2 separate regions of the Pan troglodytes genome follow, and region 1 is linked to region 2. A link is a contact called in public Hi-C data. All regions are on one chromosome and are shown on one strand. The core of a region is the stretch at or near the end of the contact, and the rest is flanking DNA. Distances in the headings are between cores, read along the strand shown.

The links. Hi-C and Micro-C count contacts between places; a contact is called where the count stands out from the background.
Region 1: a contact with region 2 is called in a Hi-C map of induced pluripotent stem cells, with 1.7 times the contacts expected there. The contact joins the promoter of ARMC7 here to the promoter of HID1 in region 2. A contact is called at or near these places in 1 of 7 Hi-C or Micro-C datasets (induced pluripotent stem cells) and 1 of 1 other capture datasets (stem cell-derived neural stem cells).

What each region holds. Positions count from the first base shown.
Region 1 is chr19:88,103,932-88,110,878 of NHGRI_mPanTro3-v2.0_pri, forward strand. It overlaps ARMC7 (armadillo repeat containing 7), which reads left to right and starts at 1,370. Exons shown (of 3, transcript XM_016932915.4): 1 at 1,370-1,831; 2 at 1,915-2,058. The coding sequence starts at 1,741.
Region 2 is chr19:87,963,278-87,969,259 of NHGRI_mPanTro3-v2.0_pri, forward strand. HID1 (HID1 domain containing) reads right to left here and starts at 3,302. Exons shown (of 19, transcript XM_511668.8): 1 at 3,114-3,302. The coding sequence starts at 3,179.

The sequences.
Region 1 (6,947 bases), core at 120-2,619, 140 kb after region 2:
ATGGTCCTTGCCTTTGTCAACCTAAATAACAGAGAGGCTCTCTCAAAGAAAATGATACCTATTTGGGCATAGGGCATTGCAATGGTAGTATCCATGCCATAGTAAACTATATGGGTATTCAGGGAGGTAAAGGAAGACAGGCTTTAAGGGAAAAAATAGGATTACATAATTGTTTTGAAATATTTATCCTTAGGTAGAAGGATTAATAACAAGGGTGACCACTCAAGGTTGGACAAGCGGTTGCTGGGCAGATGGCCATTCAAAAGTATGTTTTGTGCAAGGTTGTGACGCCCTTTGTGCAAGGTTGTGGTTTTTGCAGAGTCTTTGTGATAGTTTTCATTATCAGGTATTTATGCACGAGAACCCTCTTGTCATGGGTTTCTTGGGCTGTGTCCGGGTTTTTTTGTTCTGTTTTTTAACACAAGTGACTCCATTTAGATTAACAACTTTTGCACTCTCAGGACACTCACAGCCTAAGCCACCTCTACCCCTACGTTGTCAAATGCGATGGGAGTGTGGCTAGACCACCTCCTTCCCTGGTGCTTTGTTCCCTGTAACCACGAGCAATCTATCACACACCCGCTTCCTGATAATCGAGAAGGAATCGGCCGAAGGGCTTCAGCATCCAGAAAGCCCCGAAAGCGCCACAATCAAGGCTCCTCCTCGGGCTCCCCCGTGCTGCCCCGGGCGCGCGCCATCCACCCGGCTGACAAAAAGCACCAGGACATGACCCAGTACCCTTTGATTTCTGTCCAGAGGTGGCGGACCCACCTCGGGGCTGGGATGGAGGGCGGGTCGGGGTCGCTAGGCTTTTTGCAAAAGGGGCAAAGGACTGATGGGGGGCGTAAGGAGCTGACGCCCGCGCTCCAAAGGGGCGTCCTGGTCAAGGAGGATGGGCCGCGCCCCCGCCAGCCGTGGGGACCCTGGAGGTGCTTCTGCCTCGACGTCCTCCAACATGGGTGCTGCCAGACTCTGCTGCGCTCCTGAGTTGCTCCTCGCGGAATTCCAGCTACCCGACATGGGTGTCACATTTTCGGCTTCTGGGCCATGTCGGGACGGCGGGAGGACCCCGGGGGACCGGCGGGAGAGTGGGAAAGGTGGGGCGGGAAAGCCGAGCGAGGCCCTCACCCGCCCATCTGTTGGCGGGGGCGGCAAGTGGGTTTCTTTCTTGCGTTCAGATTTTGCAGTAATTTGCATCTGGACATGGGATACGGGAGGCCAGGCTGCTCCTCGCAGTACACCCACCCACGCCTGCACCTGCCTCAGCGAAGCCGCTCGCCGCTGGTTCCAGCACAGGCTAAAGAGCTTCGGTATCCAGAAAACCAGAAGCGCGCCGCGCACGCGCGCCAAGGAGTTCGGCGACGGCCCCGCCCCTCGCCTGCCTCGTCCCGCCCCTTCGGGGATAGGGACAGCGCGGCTTCCGCCGGGAGCCCGGAACCGAGCCGGGGACGGTGCGCCAGTGCCCCTCCGCGAGCCCCAACCCGTAGACGGTTCCCTCCCGCGCCCCAATTTCGATTTTCAAACGCAACTCCTACAGGATTCTGAGACCCCGTCCCATCTCCCATATCCCATTTCCAGCTGCAAATTACTGCAGAATCTGAACCCAGGAAAGAAACCCATTTGCCGACCCCCTCTTCCCTCTCCAGACAGGTGGAGAGCGGGTGAGGGTCTCGCTCGGCTTTCCCCCTGCACCTTTCCCACCCTCCCGCCCGTCCCTGGGGGTCCTCCGTCACCGCGGCCATGGCCCAGAAGCCGAAGGTGGACCCCCACGTCGGGCGGCTGGGATACCTGCAGGCGCTGGTCACGGAATTCCAGGAGACCCAAAGCCAAGGTGAGAGCCACGGTGGGATCAGGTGGCAGGGTCCGCTGTGACCGCCGCCCGGACCTGGCTTCAGTGCCGCTTTCCCGTTGCAGACGCCAAGGAGCAAGTCCTCGCCAACCTCGCCAACTTCGCTTATGACCCCAGCAACTACGAGTATCTGCGGCAGCTGCAGGTCCTGGATTTATTTCTCGATTCGCTGTCGGAGGAGAATGAGACCCTGGTGGAGTTTGCTATTGGTAAGGGCGGGGCCCGTTCCCTAGATGCCTAAATGGGCCAGGGTGAGATAAGTGAATTAGAAGTGAGTCCTTGGGGCCGGGCGTGGTGGCTCACACCTGTAATCCCAGCAGTTTGGGAAGCTAAGGCGGGCGGATCACCTGAGGTCAAGAGTTCGAGACCAGCCTGGCCCACATGGCGAAACCCCGTCTCGTACAAAAATTAGCTAGACGTGGTGGCGAGTGCCTGTAATCCCAGCTACTAGCGAGCCTGAGGCAGGAGAAGCTTGAACCCAGGAGGCGAATGTTGCAGTGAGCTGAGATCGTGCCACTGCACCACAGCCTCGGGGACAAGAGTGAGACCCCGTCTCAAAAAAAAAAAAAAAAAAGCCGCACACAGTGGTGTGCACCTGTAGGCCCAGCTACTCTGGAGGCTGAAGCAGGAGGTATTGCTTGAGTCTGGGAGGCAGAGGCCGAAGTGAGCTGAGATTGTGCTACTGCACTCCAGCCTGGGCGACAGAGTGAGACCATGTCTCAAAAAAATATGTTTTAAAAAGAGCAGTTTTGTAGCCGGGCGCGGTGGCACACACCTGTAATACCAGCACCAGCACTTTGGGAGGCTGAGGTGGGCGGATCACCTGAGGTCAGGAGTTCAAGATCAGCCTGGCCAACATGGTGAAACCCCATCTCTAACTAAAAATACAAAAATTAGCCGGGCATGGTGGTGGGCGCCTGTAATCCCAGCTACTTGGGAGGCTGAGGCAGGAGAATCGCTTGAACCCGGTAGGCAGAGGTTGTAGTGAGCCAAGATGGCACCACCGCACCCCAGCCTGGGCAACAGCGAGACTCTGTCTCAAAAAAAAAGCAATTTCAGGCCGGTGAGGTGGCTCACACCTTTAATCTCAGCACTTTGGGAGGCCGAAGCAGGGAGATCACTTGAGTTCTGGAGTTCAAGACCAGCCTGGGCAACATGACAAAACCCCATCTCTGCTTTAAAAAAAAAAAAAAAAAAAATTAGTCTGGCGTGGTGTCCCAGCTACTCAGGAGGCTGAGGTGGGAGGATTGCTTAAGCCTGGGAGGTCAAGGCTGCAGTGAGCTGGGATTGGGCCACTGTACTCCAGCCTGGGTGACAAAACGAGAATCTGTCTCAAAAACAAAAATAACTCATATTTAGTGTTTTCATATCAAGAGAAGCAGAGATGGCTTGCAGTCTGTAACTTATGGCTTTTGTCGTTGTTATGATCTTAAGACCTATTGAGTTATTCACTGGGTAGATATTTATTGCGCATGTGCCGTATATGCAAGCTACTGCTCTAAATGCTGGAGTATGGTGAACAGCTTAGGGAAAGGTCTTTGCCCCTCAGGAGCTTACATTCTATTAGGGGGGACAGGTGGTTAGCAAACAAAAAAGATGATGCTCAGAAGGAAGTAAATGGGGTGATGAGAGACAGCAGTGGAAGGTGGGGGTTACTTCAGTTTTGGCCATCATGAGAAAGGCATTTTAGCTGGGACACAGCATGGGCAAAGGCCTTAAAACAGGAAGGAGCCAGACGGAAGGCTGATGTGGGAGGATCGTTGCAGTGAAGTGGAGAATGGCACAAAAAGAATTTAGAGAGTTCAGTGGCACCAGAGCTTGCAGGAGCTTAGATCTAGGCCGTGGGAAATAGTTTGAAGCAAACAAAATTTTGAGAACAAACAAAAATTCCTTTTTCAAGCAATGCACAGTGCCCACCTGTAGTCCCAGATACTCAGGAGGATCGCTTGAGCCCAGGAATTTGAGGCTGTAGTGTGTGTGATTGCACGATTGCACCTGTGAATGGCCACTGCACTGCAGCCTGGCCAACACGCGCGTAGTCACCTGGCTGAAGTCTTGTCAGGCTTCTCCACTGTAAAATTACTCTTTCTTTCCCCTCTTTACGTATTATACCCATTGGAAGGAAGTCACTACATAAATTATCTTAAATCTCTCTTTTTATTCTCTTTTTCTTTTCTTCTTTTTTTTTTTTTTTTTTGAGATAGGGTCTCACTCTGTCACTTAAGCTGGAGTGCAGTGGTGTGATCATAGCTCACCATAAACTTGAACTCCTGGGCTCAAGCAGTCTTCCTGCCTTAGCCTCCCGAGTAGCTGTGACTACAGGTGTGCACCACCATGCCCAGCTAATTTTTTTTTTTTTTTAATTTTTTGTTGTGACAGGATCTCACTGTGTTGCCCAGACTGGTCTCGAACTCCTGGCCCCAAGAAATAAATCCCTTGTAACCCTAAACAGACCCTCATTTCATAACACTGATTCTTGAAGGCCCCAACCAGGAATGCAAATGTTCCCCCTTCCGGTTTGTCTCATTGCCTCTTTGTGGTTTCTTTATCCCCTTTATTTCCTATAATCCAGAAATTGGGTTGAATGTCTTGATAGGATCAAATAACACATTTTTTATTTTATTTTATTTTATTTCATTTCATTTTATTTTTTGAGATGGAGTCTTGCTCTGTCGCCCAGGCTGGAATGCGGTGGTGCAATCTCAGCTCACTGCAACCTCTGCCTCCTGGGTTCAGACAGTTCTCCTGCTTCAGCCTCCCGGGTATGGGATTATAGGCGCCTGCCACCACGCCCGGCTAATTTTTGTGTTTTTAGTAGAGACGGGGTTTCACCATGGTGGCCAGGCTGGTCTCAAACTCCTGACCTCAGGTGATCCGCCCGCCTCAGCCTCCCAAAGTGCTGGGGTTACAGTCGTGAGCCACCACACCTGGCCCAACTAACACATTTTTAAAAATACTTTTTATTTATTTATTTTTTTTTGAGATGGAGTCTTGCTCTGTCGCCCAGGCTGGAGTGCAGTGGCGCGATCTTGGCTCACTGCAAGCTCCGCCTCCCGGGTTCACGCCATTCTCCTGCCTCAGCCTCCCAAGTAGCTGGGATTACAGGCGCCCCCCCACCAGGCCCGGCTAATTTTTTGTACTTTTAGTAGAGACCGGGTTTCACCGTGTTAGCCAGGATGGGCTCAGTCTCCTGACCTCGTGATCCGCCTGCCTCGGCCTCCCAAAGTGCTGGGATTACAGGCGTGAGCCACCGCGCCCGGCAGAAATACATTATGATAAGTGTGATTCAAATTTTTCAAACACCATCCAGGTCTCCTCTAAAGAGGAGAGGAGATTCCTGGGGCCAGACTACAAATGAGGGTCTTCTCTCCATGAGGGGGCTCCAGCACATGTGTGTACACATTCACACCCCCACAGACAGCTGCCCCTTGGCCACTCCCTGGGTTTGGAAGTGCACACACCAACAGTGGCATTCACTCCTGGGAGTCAGGATCCAAGAGAGAGGCCCATGCGGCCGTGGGAGCAGGTTTAGGGCCTGGAGCTCCAGGTGCAGGGGAAGGACGGCTGTGGGCTTTGGGTGAGCTCCCTGGACTTACTGCCCCACAGAGGACCAGAGTGGGGCCTGCTAAAGCCAAGCCAGGGCAGGAGCCCTAGTTGCCCAGGTCCCCGAGTGATGCCAGCTCCTCTAGAAGATTATTATGCCAAACAAATATTCTAAAAAGTTGGTGTCTAAAACGTCCTCCGTCCCGTCCCTTTTCGTGCCTCTGCCCCCCACGGCTGCTGCAGTCTGAATGGTGACGGTGGCCCCTGCAGAAGCATGTGGCTAAATCTCCACCAGGGGGCGATAGAGCTCCTCCAAATCAAGCTGCTGACCCTGGAGAAAAATCTGCGGAAGTCACAGAGCAGTCCCCACCAAAAGTGTTTACCAAGTGGAGTCTTTCCTGCTGGCGTTTCCTCAGGGTCAGGAAGCAACTTTCCCAGGACAGGGGCACCCTGAGGTCCGGGTCCACTGAGCTATGGGGGCGGCGTGGGCCTGGGCTGGGTTCTTGCCATCCTGGGCAGCTTCCCGGCGTGGGTGACTGAGCCCGGGTCCTGGAGTCCGCGGTCCCAGCGTCTCCACTTCTCAGCTGATTCCTAGAAGCTGAGTCCCGTCCCTTCTCCGAGCGTGGTTTCCTCTCCTGCCTTGCCTGCCTCGCAGGCAGTTGTGGGAGCAGAAGTGTGTCTGTGCATCTGTGTCTCTGTGCAGGTATTTTAGAATTGTTAGGATCATTATCACCAGCTTTACTTTTCCCAACCATTTTTTTTCCTCCTTTTTTTCTCTTCCTTCTTCTGCCACAGCAAGACCCCCCGCCCCAAGCACAGTAGCTTTCTCAGCGTCGAATCCCTTCGTGGGACCCTCTGCAAATGAAATTTCTCGAAATTTCTCTTGTATTTATTATGCATGACTGAGAAGGAGAGCCCCCGCGTATTTTCTTACTGCCGTCGTTTCCCTTTCTCTTAGTGTCTCTGCTTGGGGATCCCCGACAGGCACTTAACTCTGCTGTTTCTGGAGAAGGCTCTGTGCTGCGCCTTGGAGCTTTGAGTCTTTTATCCGATGTGGCAGCCCTGAGATTGTGATCTCCCTGAGCCAGAGCCAGCCTTACTTCTGTCTGCATGGTTTGAGTGCTTAGGCCTTTTGGCCTAGGGAGGAGGAAAGAAGGGGAAGAAAAGGCAGGAGATCTTCACTTAATAGGTGTGGAGTCCTGGCCATGACTTGGTGCAACACCCCTGAGCAGGGTTGGTTCTGGAAGGACTGGCAGAGTGGAGAGCTGGGTCAGATTGCCCATGGCTGTGGCTCGCAGAACCAAAACCAAGCTGGGTGTGGTGGCTCACACCTGTAATCCCATTTGGGAGGCCGAGGGGGGTGGATCACTTGAGGTCAGGAGTTCGAGACCAGCCTGGCCAACATGGCAAAACCCCGTCTCTACTAAAAATACAAAAATTAGTTGGGTGTGGTGGCACACACCTGTAGTCCCAGCTACTCGGAGACTGAGGCAGAAGAGTTGCTTGAACCAGGAGACAGAGGTTGCAGTGAGCCAAGATCACGCCACTGCACTCC
Region 2 (5,982 bases), core at 2,052-4,551:
AGGAAGTGTTTTTGCTGGAGGTAGGCAGGCCGCTGCTGCTAGGGCCACAGAAACTGAGCTACCCTGGTAAAAATCCAGGTATTCTTCTCCCCTTATTCTTTTTCTTTTGTTTGTTTTTGAGTCAGGGTCTTGCTCTGTTGCCCAGACTGGAGTGCAGTGGCACAATCATAGCTCACCGTAACCTTGAACTCCTGGGCTCAAGTGATCTTCCTGCCTCAGCCTCCTGAGTGGCTGGGACTACAGGCACACCCCACCCAGCCCAGCTAATTTTTTTTATTTTTTAGAGATAGGGTCTTGCTGTGTTGCCCAGGCTGGTCTCAAACTCCTGGGCTCAAGCAATCCTCCTGCCTCCACCTCCCAAAGTGCTGGGATTACAGCCATGAGCCACCACACCTGGCCAAAATCAGATTTTTCTTTTTTCTTTTTTCTTTTTTTTTTTCTTTTTTTTTTTTTTTGAGGCAGAGTTTCGCTCTTGTTGCCCAAGCTAGAAGCATGATCTCAGCTCACCGCAACCTCTGCATCCTGGGGTCAAGCGATTCTCCTGCCTCAGCCTCCCGAGTAGCTGGGAATACAGGCATGTGCCACCACGCCTGGCTAATTTTTGTATTTTTAGTAGAGACGAGGTTTCTCCATGTCGGTCAGGCTGGTCTCAAACTCCTGACCTCAGGTGATCCTCCCACCTCGGCCTCCCAAAGTGCTGGGATTACAGGCATGAGCCACCACACCCGGCCCAAAATCAGATATTCTTAACCCAGCTTTTCCAGGCCCCTGCTCAGACTAGACCCCCACTCAGACCTGGGGGAGCAGTTGTATCTTTTGACTCTCAGGGTGTGCAGGGGGAAGGTCCCCTAGTCCTCAAGCCTGCTAAGCCTGCTCTAGAGGACTGTGTCACCATGCATTCCCATGCACATACATGTATACACATGTAAATATGCACCCGCCAGGTTCATCTGGCCTGCAGCAGAGAATTCCAAACAGGCGGGATCTGGGAGAGGGTTCCAGGTCTGGGACTGTCTCCTTCCAGAGCCCCACCTACTATGAGGAAGCACCAGGAAACACAGCCAAAGCGGCTGGCTCTCAGGACCAGGGTCAGGCCTGACCCAGGACTGGACCATGGGGCAGGAAGAAAACAGGATGCAGGGCAGGAAGGCAAGGAAGGTGGAGCAGCAGGGATACAGGCCCAGGCCACAGGAAAAGGGGCTAGTTCTGCCTGTCTACTGCCCAAGCCACACCCTGTAAGAGCCTGGAACCACATATCATCCTATGGACAACTGGCCTGAATCTCCTTGGGGACTCCAAGTGGTAAGATCAGTGATGATCATCTGAGTTCTGATCCTCACACCCAAGCTACCGAAGTCAGGTCACTTACACAGAGTCCAAGGCTTCAGCCGCTGAAGGCCTCTCCCCCCGGGCAGCCCAGGCCCCCGTCCACCTACAGGACCCAGTGCTCTCCAGAAGGCTGGTCTGATCTCCAGCCTATCCAGGTTCTATTCCAAGCCTACTCAGTGTCCTCAGCTGGGAAACAGAACAGCACCATCTCAAGTGGCCCATCATAGGGCTGTAGCCAGGGAAAGACAGAGGGACACAGTATTTTGGGGAAAAGGCCTGAGCAGGTAGGAATCTAGGCCACTCCAGAGCCTTTGGTACTCTGCTGAGCTGGCCCCACTGGCCTGGCAAAGGACCCCAGCTGCTGAGCCCACAGTGCAATCCTCCAACAAGGTGTTTCTTCCCCAGGCAGGTAAACATGGGAGCCTCCCTTCCTCCCTGCCTCCCCACTCCTCTCCCTGCAGCCCTACACTGAGGGGCTAGCCCACTTGCCACCTTCCCTGCCACCCACAGAACGAAAACCCCATCCTAAAAAAGCCAAGCTCCAGAACGACCCAGGAGCCGTGGGGAATGGAGAGAAGTGCGGTCTGGTTTCTATCAAGAGCCTTTCAGCCGGGGTTGGACTCTCCAGAGGCCCTGGGCATTTGCCGCAAATTTGACCCTTCCAGGGTGGGGAAAGGGGTGAGGGAGCAAGGTCTGGCCCCTGGAACTGTGACCAGCTGGCTGTGGGAGATGGCTTCCTCCATCCCACTCTAACCTCCAGCAGCAAGAGAGAGCCCTGGAGAGCAGGAGGTGGGGGGGTCAGGAAAGAGGAAGATCCCAGATGGCAGCAGGTCCTGTGTCCCCTGAAAATGGGGGACCTGGAGAGTCAGGGCCGAGCATCTCTGTGGCCACGGTGGCCTGATTCAAAAAGCCAGGAGAGAAGGGGTGGGCAGAGAAGCAGTCTTGCTGGGGCCAGGTGGTATAAGGAGGTGGCTATTGGGCCACTTGTGGACTCACAGGAGAGTTATGAGCATGGACTAGACTGGAGGGTCCTTAGGCCCCTCACCAGCTGACTGAGGGTCATCCTGCCGGTCCCCATCCCTGAGCCAGAGAACAGAGCACACAGGCTAACAGCCTTTCCCTCGCAGGGCCTCGGGGAAGGCCCCTGGAGAGGTCCCCAGCTGGGAGCTGTGCTCAGTAGGCCTGGGGACAGGGCCCCTCACCAGGCTGCCTCGCTGCCCGCCACTCTTTGCGTGTTCCCAGGAAGACCTGGGCCTTCCCTGCCCACGGGCATCGACCAGGGCCCAGCGAGGCCGCTGCCGCGCACACCAGCTGTTTCTCCGACCCGGGCGGACGCCAGCCAGGCTTTGTTTGCATTGAGTCAACAGGGACTGTGCGTCCGGGACCCGCGGGCAATGAGGGGCAGGGAGGGGAGCGGACGGTGGATGGGTGGGTGGGGGCGGCGGGAGGCTGGAGATGCGAAGCTGGGGACGCCGCGGGGCGGGACAGGGGGCGGACAGCTGTGTCGCCGGCTCGGGGAGTAGGCACACGTCAGCCTAAGGTGGCAGCAGCGGCTTCGGGGAGAGGGGTGTTCCCAGGAGAGGAGGCTGAGGGTGGGGGACTAGGGCCAGGGGATGGAGCTTCCAGGTACAGGCCGCGGGGTCCCGTACCGGCGCTGGCCTTGGCGTTACGCTCGGGGCCCGCCCGTCCCCCCATCTCCCGGCGAGCCAAGTTCGCGTACCCCCGGCCCTGCCCAGCCCCCAGCCCGGCAGGTGGATGGGGACGCCGGGGCCCCCGTGGCGCACCTGCGTCTTGGTGGTGAGCTGGATCACCGCCTTCCGGAAGTTCAGCTTGGAGTCGGTCGACCCCATGTCTCTGGAGCCCGCTCCGGCCCAGCCCCCGCCCAGACTCCAGCCCGGCTCCGGCTTCAGCTCCGGCTCCAGCTCCGCGGCCCCCGCGGCTCTCGCAGGAGACAAGCGGCGCGCCCCGCCCCCGGCCCTCGTCGGCCCCGCCCCGACAGGCCCCGCCCCCGCGTGGCTCCGCCTCCTGCACCTGCCGCGCCCGCCGCCGAAGACCCGCGGAGTCCGCGGTTCCAACCCAGCACCGCCGCACGCCGGGCGCCTTCTCAGGTCCCACCCGGAGCCTCGACGCTCTTCCTTCTGCGTCGGAGCATTGTACCCGCCTCCGCTGCTACCACGCAGTCCCCAGGGCCCAAAACCCTCCTCGCAGCTCGTCCCCCGCCCCGGTCCTCACCCTTCATCCCCGCTCCGGCCCCTGGCCCACGTCTCAGCTGGCCCTCTCCATCCCACTTTCCTCCTTCTCAGTCTATCTTTCCCATTCATGTTTTCTGAGCATCCACTCTCTTGGTTCTCCCTTTTTCTGACCTGTCAAACCCACGTGTTCAGACAGTCCCGCAGGCCCTCGGTTATGAGGGAGGGAGGCGCTGACTCAGTTTCCATACTCCAGGAAAGCAGCTCCTCGCCTTGATGAGCGCAAGAGTCCCTCGCGGTCCCGACCCCTCTCTAGCCACCAGATTCCCAGAGAATCCTTTGAGATTCATCCATTTCAACAAATGTGCTGAGGGTCTGGTATTTGCCAACTCTGTGTCATGGACGGACACAGCGGACATAAGTAGTACAGCCTGCTCTTTATGGCTAGCAGCTAGGGAGAGGGATAAGGAAAGAAGCGGCCAGGGTACAGCCAAATAAGCCTGTAATAGAGGCAGATTAATCATCAAAACAAGGCCGGGTGCGGTGGCTAACGCCTGTAATCCCAACACTTTGGGAGGCCGAGGCAGGCGGATCACGAGGTCAGGAGTTCGAGACCAGCCTGGCCAACAGGTGAAACCCCGTCTCTACTAAAAATACAAAAATTAGCTGGGCGTAGTGGCGCACGCCTGTAATCCCAGCTACTCTGGAGGCTGAAGTAGCAGAATTGCTTAAACCTGGGAGGCAAAGGTTGCAATGAGCCGAGATCACGCCACTGCACTCCAGCCTGGGCGACAGAGCAAGACTCCATCTCGGGGGGAAAAAAAAATCAAAACAAGACGACAATGACGATATCTCTAATAGCTACTTCTGAGGTATTATTTTATCCCCATTTTACACTTGGGGAAAATGAGGCTTAAAGCAATTACTTGCCCAAAGCCACACAGGTAGTAAGGAGCTCATCCAAATGTGGCTGCGCTTTTTCCACAACATCATTTTGCAAGCTATGTCTGGAAGCTTCTGGAAATCTTGGATGCTTTTTTATTTTTTATTTTTTGAGCTGGAGTTTCGCTCTGTCGCCCACCCAGGCTGGAGTGCAGTGGCACAATCTCAGCTCACTGCAACCTCCACCTCCTGGGTTCAAGCAATTCTCTTGCCTCAGCCGCCCGAGTAGCTGGGACTACAGGGGCCCGCCACCACCCCCAGCTAATTTTTTTGTATTTTTAGTAGAGATAGAGTTTTGCTATGTTGTCCAGGCTGGTCTTGAACTCCTGACCTCAAATGATCCGCCTGCCTCAGCCTCCCAAAGTGCTGGGATTACAGGTGTGAGCCACCATGCCCAGCCCTATTATTTATTTATTTATTCATTCATTCATTCATGCATGCATTCATTTTACAGACGAGGTTTCACTCTGTTGCCCATGCTGGAGTGCAGTAGTGCAATCATAGCTCATTGCAGCCTCGAATGCTGGGGCTCAAGCAATCCTCCTGCCTCAGTCTGCTGAGTAGTTAGGACTACAGGTGCACACCACCATGCCCAGCTAATTTTTTTTTCATTTTTTGTATAGACAGGATCTTGCTACATTGCCCAAGCTAATCCCCAACTCCTGGCCTCAAGGGATCCTCCCACCTCAGCCTCCCGAAGTGCTGGGATTACAGATGTAAGCCACCATGCCTGGCCCCTAGATGCTTCAAAAGGATGTGACATTCACTTAAAGAGGAATTCTACAGGTGAAAAATGAGGGGCACGCCATCTGGGAGCAAAAGTGTGGCAGGGTGGAGCGGGTGTGGAGGGAAAGAGGAGTGCGAAGGGTGTTGCCATTTCACTGAACAAACAAACTCCACAGGACAATGATAGGGTAGCTCTAGCCTTTCTCCAGAGGTGGGTTTTCCCCGCCCTGGGCAAAATCCTTGGCAGGTTTCATGGCTTTTCTAATCATTCCAAGATAATGAATGAATAGTTCCTTTATTTGGCATTAAAAAAAAAATCCAGTCTATTCTACAAATCACTCAACCGCATTCCAGGCCAGAGTGACATTAAAAACTCTCAATCATAATCATTAGGGAAATGCAAATTGAAACCGCAGTAAGATAACACTACATAGCTAGCACAATGACTTTCAAAAACTGGCAACATGCTAACAGTTTATTTCTTTATTTATTTTTAGTTTTTTGAGACAGGGTCTCCCTCTGTCATTCAGACTGTGCAGTGGCATGATCACAGCTCATTGCACCCTCTACCTCCAAGGCTCAAGCAATCCTCCCACCTCAGCCTCCCAAGTAGCTGGCACTACAGGTGCACACCATGACGCCCGGCTAATTTTGTATTTTTTGTACAGATGGGGTTTTGCCATGTGGCCCAGGTGGTCTCAAACTCCTGAGCTCAAGCGACCCTCCTGCCTGGGCCTCCCAAAGCATTGGGATTACAAGCAGGAGCCACCGTGCTCAGCCTTCAAAAAGAAGAAAA